Regions from separate parts of the Rattus norvegicus genome. Here all the other regions are linked to region 3. A link is a contact called in public Hi-C data. All regions are on one chromosome and are shown on one strand. Each heading gives the region's core, a stretch centred on a gene start, on an enhancer-like site or on the middle of the called end of the contact. The rest is flanking DNA. Distances are from core to core; before and after follow the strand shown. Region 1 overlaps Arhgap26 (Rho GTPase activating protein 26). Region 2 overlaps Arhgap26 (Rho GTPase activating protein 26). Region 3 holds the start of Nr3c1 (nuclear receptor subfamily 3, group C, member 1).

Region 1 (3,617 bases), core at 963-3,462, 210 kb after region 3:
TGCTAGCTAGAACCTCTCCTTCTCACTACAACATCCAGTGGTTTTCTGATGGCTTGCATGTGCAGGTACAATGGCTTCTCAATCTTACCAGCCCCTTTGTTCTTTTGCAGAGCTTTCATATCAGAGTCTATTCCCATGTCAGCCCTACCCCACTTCTACCATGTACTGCCTAAGCCTTCAGACTGACCCAATTCTCCACCTACATCAGGGCAGTAGAAACTTCCTGGCTCCTCAGCCTGCAGAGGTCACTGTCCTCATCAGTGCAGCTTTATGTGAGGATAAAATTCAAGCTGAAGAAGACTTCACTCATTCAAAAAATGGGTGCCCTAAGTCACGTATGGGTGGCTGGGAGTATGACGAGTCCACCCACGCTGAAGGAAAAACTCCTCCTGGAAAATGAGCTGCATGTCTATGAGCTCCATCTAGTGCTCAGGACACTTCCATGAGTCAGAGGTGAAGACGGAAAGACAGGGCCAGACCTATGAACTCTCAATGTGACTTTCAAAAGGAGGCCAATGATGATGACATAAGGCCACAGGCACTGGTACGGATTTACCCCTAAGAGAGAGAAACTGGATCTCAATGTCTGTGGACCAAGACCCTGAAAGAGAGGTGATGATCTACTGAAAATAACTGGAACCTCAGAGGATGGTTTCTGAATCTTCCTACCAAGTACCTCACCTGCAGACAGCAGAAGGGCTGCCCAACTGTTATCAAACTGCAGGTACTATGAAGGAGAAATGGGAGTGTAACAGAGCTCTAAAGAGATCAGAGAGACAGACAGACAGAGGAGGAGATGAGCTTCCCTATGCAGGACTTGCCCAGTGTTTAACAAAGGTGAGGTATGCATGCATGTGCACATACTGTATGTTTATGTTCACCTAGCGTGAGCCTTCAAACAGTACAGGCTCTGTGACAGACAGGGGTCACAACAAACATATGTCAGACGAACAGTGAGTGTCCACTGTCAACATCTGAGCTCAACTCTAGCCACGTGCACAAATTAAGAGGGAAGCCTAGAGTGGGTCAAAATTGAGAGGGAGCCAGGTCTGTGAACTTGACATTTTCTGCAGGTGGTCCACAAGTAATTCTGAGATGGAATGAAGAGGAATACTTTTAACTTAGTAGCTAGGAACTTGTCTTACCATATAGTACAGGAAAATGTAATATGTACATCAAAATTCATGTTTTCAGGCAGGTCAAAAACCAGAGTTGAGGCTGTGCAAATAAGTGAGTTGCTTTAAGATCAATTTAAAATGTGTTAAACAAGCAGTACGCACTAATACTCTGGGTGTGGCCCAAACAGTAAGAGGAGATTGGTATAAATGATTGAAATTTGGGAGGAACTGAGCTAGGTTTGTGACGAGATAATTTGAAGGATGTGATTCTAAGGAAATATACAAACTGCTCTCACGGATGGCCTGTATACTCCTTACCTGTGCTTTTGCTCCACAGGTTGCTTTGACAAAGCATTCTGCCTTTGTCAATAAAGTGAACAAAAAGGAGGGTGAAGTGTACAAAAACTTTATAGTTTTTGGTGACAGTGACTAGAAAACACAATTACATCAAAACTTCCCATCTCCTGGCCCATACCTCCTTTCACCGTCTACTCTGAAGTCCCTGCTTAGCTTCCCACAGCAGCCTGTCACCATTCCATTTCTCAGAAGAAAATAAGTGCCCAAATGCTTTATTTTTACTATAAAATATGCATAGTTTTATATTCACATACGCCAGCCAAACAATGCACACACAGACATAGATACAAATATATACATGCACACGCAGTTTCCTACTGAAATGCCTTTCAGAGAAGCTAGACCTTCTACTAGTATCCAAGCAGCTGGAGATCGCAACCCTAGTTCCTGTCACTGGGAGGAAGCTCTATTGCTTCATTGTCTACACCAGCACACAGCAGCCCGTTCTATGGCTTAGACAGGCCTACTTTCACACGTCCTTAACTTTGACTTCTGCCTCCTGAGATAAACACTAATCTCAGTCAAAGATCTAATTGATTTTCACCTCATCTCCCTCTCCTGCCCTCAATGCTGTAAAGTGTGCTTCAGGACCGGGTCCAAGGCTGCTGCCACTCTAGGCTGACCACAGCCCAGCACTACCTGAAGCCTGGGGAAATGACCGACACAGCCTGCCTTGTCCCCGGCTGCACTGCATACTGCTTAGCAGGAAACCTCAGTTGACCGGGCACTCCTGGAAACCTGAGAAGCACATTACCCTGTAGCCTGATGCCTTATTCCCTCAGCAGATGGGGATGAGGTCAGTCCTGTTCCAAGTGTTCCCTAGTACACGCAGAGGAGCCCAAGTTCTCAGCAGACTATGGAGAGAATGCTGCCCCCCACCCACACCCCCACCAGATGTTCAAGAACATGGGCTACGCTTAGGAACTGATACAAAGGAAATGACCTGAGCAGACAGGAACAAATTTAAATGTAAGAATGATAACAGTAACTTTACTTATGAAAGCAAAGTATTCAATACAATCCAAACGGTGCTAACTCCTAAGGTGTGGCCTTACTATGGGAAATCAAAACATCTTTAAGTGCAATGAGGTTTCAAGGGCAGAAAACGTTTGTTTTTATGAATTATGGTAAGAAAGAGGCCTTTACTTTTCAATATAAAAGTATACAAACCTTGAGAGAGAAAACAACACGATACAATGCAGATATGAGCCCTTTCCTTCCTAAGGTAAGAGGGTAGCTGTCCTCTCTGTGCCTCTGCTCACAGAGGTCAGTCTTCATAGTCATAGGAGTCATCGTCACCATTCAAGTGTCCCCTGATGACCCATCCTGCTGCTGGCACACCAGACACGTGTTAATTTTCATAGTAGCCCTAAGCCGTCCAGCAGAGCTCAAGGCCTCAATTCTTACACTGCATACATCTCTGCTTACAGAACAGGCCCAGTCCCTGATCTCTGCAACAAGCTGAGACTTGGGGAAACCACGATCCCTAACCAGCCAGAATATGAGACTGAGGCTTACTAAAAGTCATCCATACTCATCCATGGGGGCAGCCTTCCCACTGGGGCAATCTGGAGCTTTCTGACAGGACATGATACACACTTCCCTGTGAACATCACTGTTGGAAGCACTCAAGCTGAGCTCCTTACAGACCAGGCCTTTTTCTCATGTCCCGAGACCATGAAGGCATCATGTAAATGTCAGTTGAGTGTTGGGACTGGCCTTGTCTTGTGTCAGGTGCTGTAATGACTAATTTTGTTAATCCTCAGGTCTGCCCTCTAGGGTGAGCACTATTATTCCTCCTACAAATAAACTGAGGAGGAAGGAGGCAAAAGCTCTCTCCTGTGGTAAAGCTGGTAGGAAAGCCAATACTGGCTGACCTCCAATAGATCGTGAGACCTTCCCTCCAGTGATGGATTAACTGCTTCTTCTTTGTTTTGAGGCTGGTTTGTGCTGTGTAGCTGTGGCTAGCATGGTTCATTTTATGTGGATGAGGCTAGCTTGAGACTTAAAGAAATCCTCCCCTGTTGCTTCTGCCTCCCAACTGCTAGGACACACGTTTCTTGTCACAAAAATTGAAATATGACTGTACTCTTCTTCTTGAATCACAGAGGAAGTAATTCTTTAATTCGGTAATTAATTCTA
Region 2 (3,349 bases), core at 742-3,241, 130 kb after region 3:
GAAGGTGGTGCTATGAAGTGGTTGGACACACACTAAACAGCAGAAACTTTGCTAACAGGCACTCCATCTGTATGTGTTTCAGAGTGAAAATAAAGCCAATTCTGCTAGTATCCTCATTTTCAGATGAAAAACTGAGGCTCCAAAAGGTTAAGCAGCCAGTCAAAAGATTACAGAGCTGGGGGGTACACAAGAGTCCCAGGACATCTGACCTGTACCTGCAGTCTGAATTGTGCTTACGCCTGCCTCGGTACTCTGGCTGGTGAAGCACTCAGTAAGTGGTGGGCAGGCTGACCCACACCGGTGTCCAATGTGCTACATACACACGGTGCGTTACTAGGAGCTGCCTGGGTGACAGTCTAGCCCAGTGAGCATATCATATGAGCCGAGACTGACTTGGGCCCAACTTCTCTCTCTGCTAAAGCCTTGAGTACAACACAGGTTCCTGTACAGGCATAACCTGGTACAGCACAGGTGCCCTGTTCACTGTGGACAATGAGTGAGTGTGTGACTAAGATCTCTAATGGCTGACTACCCCAGGGAAGACACCTCCACTGGGGAAGTTAAGGAACATGTGTGATTAGCAGGCATCTACTTATTACATAAATGTCTTACAAGCGGCTATCAGGGCCCAGACACTGTGCTGTGTTCTCATACATGTCCCCTTAGGGTAGTGACAGATTATCAATAAATGTAGTGAAAGGGAGGAGGGAGAGAAAGAGAGAGAGAGAAAGGAGAGGGAAGGGGAAAAATTGGGTAGAGGGAAGGAACTCAGAAAGTTACAACCCAAAGGTTCTCATGGTATCAGCCAGGAGTGCTTAGAGCAGATATAAGGCCCTAAGACACAGAAAGCGAGATATGCCCTCAGAACAGTGGTCTGTAAGCTCCGTATAAAGAGCCACAGTGTATGGCCAAGTATAGAAAACGTAAAAACAAAACCGTGGGTGGCTGTGCGCCAATAAAACCTTAATTACAGAAGCGGCAGTTGACTGGAAGTTTGTGGAGATGTGCTCTGAAGCTGTGCTGTGTGAAGGGAGATGTGTGCACACACATGTGCAAGTGTGTGTAGAAGCCACAGTTCAGTATTGGCGCCTTCCACGGTCTTCCTCCATCTTATTTCCTGAGACAGTGTCTCCCATCAAACCCGGAGCCCATGAATTCGGTTAGAGAAGATGCTAACAAGCAGCCGCCTGTCTCTGTCTCCCCAGCACTGATTACAGATCCTCTACCACATTTGCTCTGGCCCAGGGTGCTAGGCCCGAGGACCCACAGGACAACTGGGTTACACATACTGATCTGTCTCCCAGACTCTCATCTCAAAACTTGAAAAGAGTATCCCAGGAATCCAATTTTGGCTACCACCATGTGATTTTTCTGGGTACCGCTGATCATATTGCTTCCAGATGAATGATATTCCTGAGAACACAAATTACTTCTCTTTCCAGTTACCGTCTAAGGTGCTGCTGGAGCGGGCAGTTTCCTGGTAGATTGGCAAGAGCTGACACTGGAAATATTTCCCAGTATTACATATCTATCCCCTGCTACACAGAGGCCAGGAGCTGACTAAGCACCACTCCAGAGTCAAAGTTTGGGCCCTGAAATCCCAAGGCAGAGAGATTAATGTTATGAAACCTTGGACTTTCACCTCCACACCCTTTCCTTTCCTTCCTTATCCCACACAGAAAGCACACACATGACAGCGGCATACGTGTTCAAAACCTGTCAGTAGGAACCTTAAATGCGACAGCTGCAGAGAAAATCCAGGCTACTGACAAAGGCTTTACCTCAGCTCTCCAGAGTCAATATAGGAGCAACAGAAAATGGTCATTTTACCTACTGTCATTATTTCCTTCTAGGATGACTGATTTCTCCAACAGAGTGAAAAGAAATTTTTCCTCTACAATAGGACCCAGTGAAATATCACCAGGCAAAGCAGTCTAGAAAGTGGATTAGCATCTGTCCAGGGCCAGGGATATAGCTCAAAGGACAATCACGCAGTGCAAACCTGATGACCTGTGTTTGAACCCCAGCACCTCTATTAAAGCCAGTGGTGTGCCAGGTAAGGTGGGAGGCAGGGAGAACTGGCTGGAGGCCAGACTGGAGTCTGGAGCACACAGCAGAAACAAGAGAGATGCTGTGTCACAAAAAGGTGGAAGGAACTGACTCCAGACATGTTGTTCTATGACCTCCACGTGTGTATCATGGCATGAGCATGTCCACAGTCACATGCATGCACACAATGGCAGCATAAGAGAACTGTGCAGGGTTCCTGGAGATCGCAGGAGCCTGTGGGAAGGGAACCACTCTTACTATGTGTGTCTTTACAGGGTTTGTGGTGGTTCCCTGGTGGCGTCAGGAGTGGCAGCAGGAGGTGGCAGTGGTTCTCCAGAACCGCTGAGCAGAGCACCCCACTGGGAAGTAAAAATCATGGTGGTGCTTGCCTGACTTCTTGTTGTTCTGAAAGGAAACTTAAAAATGAAAGGAGGGGAATGCAAAGGGGTACAAGCTCCTTGTAAAAATAGCCTGGCATTTCCTCAAACAGTAAATATGGAGTTACCATGCGATCCAGCAATCCCAGGAGAACTCGTTTTTAAAACACTCAAACATGAATGTCAACAGAATATCATTTTTAACAGCGGAAAAAAGAAAGAGCCATCCAGATACCCCAGCAGCTACCTGTGGATGTTCAGGTAAAAGGTGGTGCAGCCACACAATGAGATACTACTTGGCCATAAAAAGAAATAAAGTGCAGATACATGTTACAACATGGATTAATGGGAAAAAACATCATGTAAAAAAAAAGAAAATTCTGTTTCAAAGACCACAAATTATATAATTGTATTTGTATGAAATGCCCAAAGCCTAAAACAGGCCAATATTTGGAGACAGAATATAGGTTAGGTAGTTCCCTTGGGCTGTATAGAGAAAGTTTAGGGGGAAACTAGCATGATTGCACATGTGTGTGTATGTGTGGGGTGTGTGTGTGTATGTATGTGTGTATACGTGTGTACACGTGTGAGTGTGCGTGTGTGTTATCCTGGAATTAAAGAATGGCGAGAGTCGAATAACTCTGAATATACCGCTCACCCGTGACAGGGGTACAGCTGCTCCAGCAGTGATGCCCACTCTGATTTGTCTGCTGGGGAACCTGCACCATGTACTGGTGGTGCACAGCTGCTCTGTGCAGGGCACACTGACCATGACATGGTTCGGCACAGTCTTCAGCTGACCTGTTAGACATGTCAGTCTGCTAGACTTGCAAGCATCAGCTGCTGGCAGGAGAGGTGGCTGCACCAGCCATTTCATATGCTCTGATTATTAAAGCTCCAAGAAGAAAGTCAACAGAGCCAAT
Region 3 (3,221 bases), core at 67-2,566:
GGGGACTCGTATTGGGCACAGCTGGACGGAGCTAAAAGCTGACGTTTTAAAGATGCATGTTTTTGTTTTATTTGGAGGGACAGAGGGGTCCCTGGAACCCAGAAAGCTGAGCAAGGCACCGAGCCTGGAGCAGCAAATGTCAAGATTCGGGGGAGGGGCCTCCGCGGGGAGCTTGGATGCTGGCCCCGAAGGGGGTGGAAGGAGAGGTCAGGAGTTTGGGTAAGAGGAGGGCGGACTTCAGCAGCAACTTACTATTCGGTCTGCAACTTGCTTCTAGGCCTGCACACACCCCCTCCCGCCCCGCAAGGCTTCCTTAATCACAATTTTTTTTTTAAGTGCAAAGAAACCCAGCTCTCTGAGAGGGTTTTGCATTCGGCATGCAACTTCCTCCGAGTGTGAGCGCGCTGGCAGGCGGGGAGGGAGCGGTGGGGGTTGAACTTGGCAGGCGGCGCCTCCTGCTGCCGCCGCCGCCGCCGCCTCTCAGACTCGGGGAAGAGGGTGGGGGACGATCGGGGCGCGGGGGAGGGTGGGTTCTGCTTTGCAACTTCTCCCGGTTGCGAGCGAGCGCGCGCGCGGCGGCGGCGGCGGCGGCTGCAGACGGGGCCGCCCAGACGCTGCGGGGGTGGGGGACCTGGCGGCACGCGAGTCCCCCCCCGGGCTCACAGTATGTATGCGCTGACCCTCTCCTCTGCGCTCCCCTCCCCAGGCCTCCCCAGAGGGCGTGTCTGCAGTCCTGCCCCGAGAGCAAGCGGCCAGGGCTCTGCGGCACCGTTTCCGTGCCATCCTGTAGCCCCTCTGCTAGTGTGACACACTTCGCGCAACTCCGCAGTTGGCGGGCGCGGACCACCCCTGCGGCTCTGCCGGCTGGCTGTCACCCTCGGGGGCTCTGGCTGCCGACCCACGGGGCGGGCTCCCGAGCGGTTCCAAGCCTCGGAGCTGGGCGGGGGCGGGAGGGAGCCTGGGAGAAGAGAAACTAAAGAAACTCGGTTTCCCTCCCAGGCCAGGTCGGCACCCGCTGCCGCACTTTTTCTCGTTCCTTGGGTGGGGAAAGGCGAAGCCGCGCGCGCCCCAGCGAGGCGATGCCCTGAGCCGCGGGCTTGCAGGCGCCGTCGGGGCCGGGCTGGCGGGTACCGCGCGCTGGGAGAAAAGAGGGCGAGGGCCACGGGCGCCCTTGCAGTTGCCGACAGTCGCCAACAGGTTGCACCGTTCCCCGCGGCCGCCGCGCGGCCCCTCGGGCGGGGAGCGGCCGGGGGTGGAGTGGGAGCGCGTGTGTGCGAGTGTGTGCGCGCCGTGGCGCCGCCTCCGCCCGCCCCTCGCTCGGTCCCGCTCGCCTGCCGCGGCCGGGCGGCCCTTTCGCGTGTCCGCGCTCCCCCCCCTCCCCTCCGCCTCCTCCATTTTGCGAGCTCGAGTCAGTGCCTGGAGCCCGAGTCGCCGCCCGCCCGTCGGGGACGGATTCTAAGTGGGTGGAACAAGACGCCGCAGCCGGGCGGCGCGGCGCCGGGACGGGGGACGCGCGCGGGAGACGGGAGCGGCGCGGGGGCCCGGCTTGTCAGCCGGGAACGGGTGACTTTCAGCGCTAGGGGCTCTCCCCTCCCCCATGGAGAAGAGGGGGCGACTGTTGACTTCCTTCTCCGTGACACGCGCGCCTCCCGCGTCCGCACGCCGACTTGTTTATCTGGCTGCGGTGGGAGCCGCGAGCGGGCGAGCGCGCGGGTGCTGAGGTGAGCGGGGGCTGGGCGAGCGGGCGAGCGGGCGCCCGCGCTGAGGTGAGCCGGACTGGGCGCGCTCCCCTAGGGGCTCGGCAGCCGGGGCGGCCGGACTTGGCAAACTTTTGCCAGCCCGGGGTTGGGGGTGGAGGCTGGCGAGGGCAGGGTGACGGTGACGAAAGGGCCTTGGCGGTGACAGCGCTGGCGCTTCCTCTCCCCGCACCGCCATCCCTGGCCCAGCGCGCTGCCCCGCCGTGGAGCCTCGGGCGCCCGGGCGGGAGTCTGGCGTCCTTTTTGGTTTTGCTTTTGCCGCAAGCCCTCGGGTCTTCGCTGTCCTCGGAGCCGCCGAGACACCCGCTTTTCCCGGGGGGCAAGGTAGAGCGCCGTCTGGGACCGGCGGGCTCAGGGCGCGCGGCTCCGGGCTGCGGGCTTGTAGGGTGGATTGGGGCTCACAGCCTGCAGCCCAGACTTCGCCCGCCCGGCCTTATCTGCTAGAAGTGGGCGTGCCGCAGAGAACTCAACAGGTCTGGACACATTTCTCCCTTCACCTCCCACCTTTCTCCCTCCTTCTCCCCCAACCCCACCCCCGACAACTTGGGCGCTAGCTTTGGGGCATGATTTCGCGCCTGACTTTTCTGAGTGGTCCCCTTTTAGAAAGAGACCCTCCCTAGCCGCAGTTTTTGATGCAGCGATTTTTTTTTTTTTTTTTTGACAAGTGCTACTTTGACATTTGAGGTTGCAGCCTCGGTAATTGCAGCCTTACCACTTAAGACCCTGGGCAAGGTTCGTGTGACTAATGTCACAGGGTTATTTACAGTTTTAACTGGGGGATAAATGTCGCTTAAGGGAGCATCTTGTTTTATGAAGTGTTACGGTTTCGGGCTGGAAGGGGCAGTTGTCAAAAAAGCAGGTCTGAAAATTCTTTAAGGTCTATTAGATATCTTACATTTAGAGATCCTTATCAAAGGCATAGGACCGACCGGGGTTCTGAGAGAGAAGCCCTTTACAGGGAAGAATCCTAGGGTAGGTTCCACCCCTCTCCACCTTCCCTGAATTTCCCTTTCAGAGAAGGTGGTCATACTTAATGTCTTGGTACAGGAAAAGTTTACCATTGTATTGGGGATCCCAAATATATTTGTCATAGTCTTTGCCAGCCCCTCAAAACATTTTGATTATTACTAACATACTAGCAATCTGGAGGAATACAGTAAAGGTTTAAAACTACAGAGAGTATTTTTTCTGAGCGTTTTCTTGAATGGGGTTTATTTGAGTTTATATGTGATTTGACTGTCCAGTTTTTCTGTTTTCCCGGTATTTACATCTTTGGAAAGAAAAATCTTAAACTTATAGATAAAATATTTTATACTGAGTATATCAAACAATTTTTAAAAAAGAATACAATTCCATAAATCTTGGTGTTAGGAATTTTAATAAGCTTTGCTCTATTACACTATTTAAATAGGTTAAAATTATAGTGAAGAAGCCAGTACAAATTCTACTCTGTTTTTAAAGATA

Evidence for each region. A called contact is a pair of places that touch in the nucleus more often than the background predicts.
Region 1: a Hi-C map of psoas muscle shows a contact between it and region 3, with 3 times the contacts expected there. The contact joins the enhancer-like site here to the promoter of Nr3c1 in region 3. A contact is called at or near these places in 4 of 12 Hi-C or Micro-C datasets (the A7r5 cell line, frontal cortex, mammary epithelial cells and 1 more).
Region 2: a contact with region 3 is called in a Hi-C map of liver, with 10 times the contacts expected there. The contact joins the enhancer-like site here to the promoter of Nr3c1 in region 3. A contact is called at or near these places in 8 of 12 Hi-C or Micro-C datasets (the A7r5 cell line, the Rat2 cell line, Schwann cells and 4 more).

The regions. Positions count from the first base shown.
Region 1 is chr18:31,400,741-31,404,357 of GRCr8, reverse strand. The region is part of intron 19 of Arhgap26 (Rho GTPase activating protein 26); the gene reads right to left. Among named protein-coding and RNA genes, the nearest start is that of Nr3c1, 210 kb to the left of the region's middle. Within about 2 kb of position 2,212, at least 5 of the 93 cell types and tissues checked have an H3K27ac peak or open chromatin away from gene starts, as enhancers often do.
Region 2 is chr18:31,477,548-31,480,896 of GRCr8, reverse strand. All of the region lies in intron 22 of Arhgap26 (Rho GTPase activating protein 26), which reads right to left. Among named protein-coding and RNA genes, the nearest start is that of Nr3c1, 130 kb to the left of the region's middle. Within about 2 kb of position 1,991, at least 1 of the 93 cell types and tissues checked has an H3K27ac peak or open chromatin away from gene starts, as enhancers often do. A contact at or near this core is called in liver, where this site is marked.
Region 3 is chr18:31,611,534-31,614,754 of GRCr8, reverse strand. It overlaps Nr3c1 (nuclear receptor subfamily 3, group C, member 1), which reads left to right and starts at 1,316. Exons shown (of 9, transcript NM_012576.3): 1 at 1,316-1,721.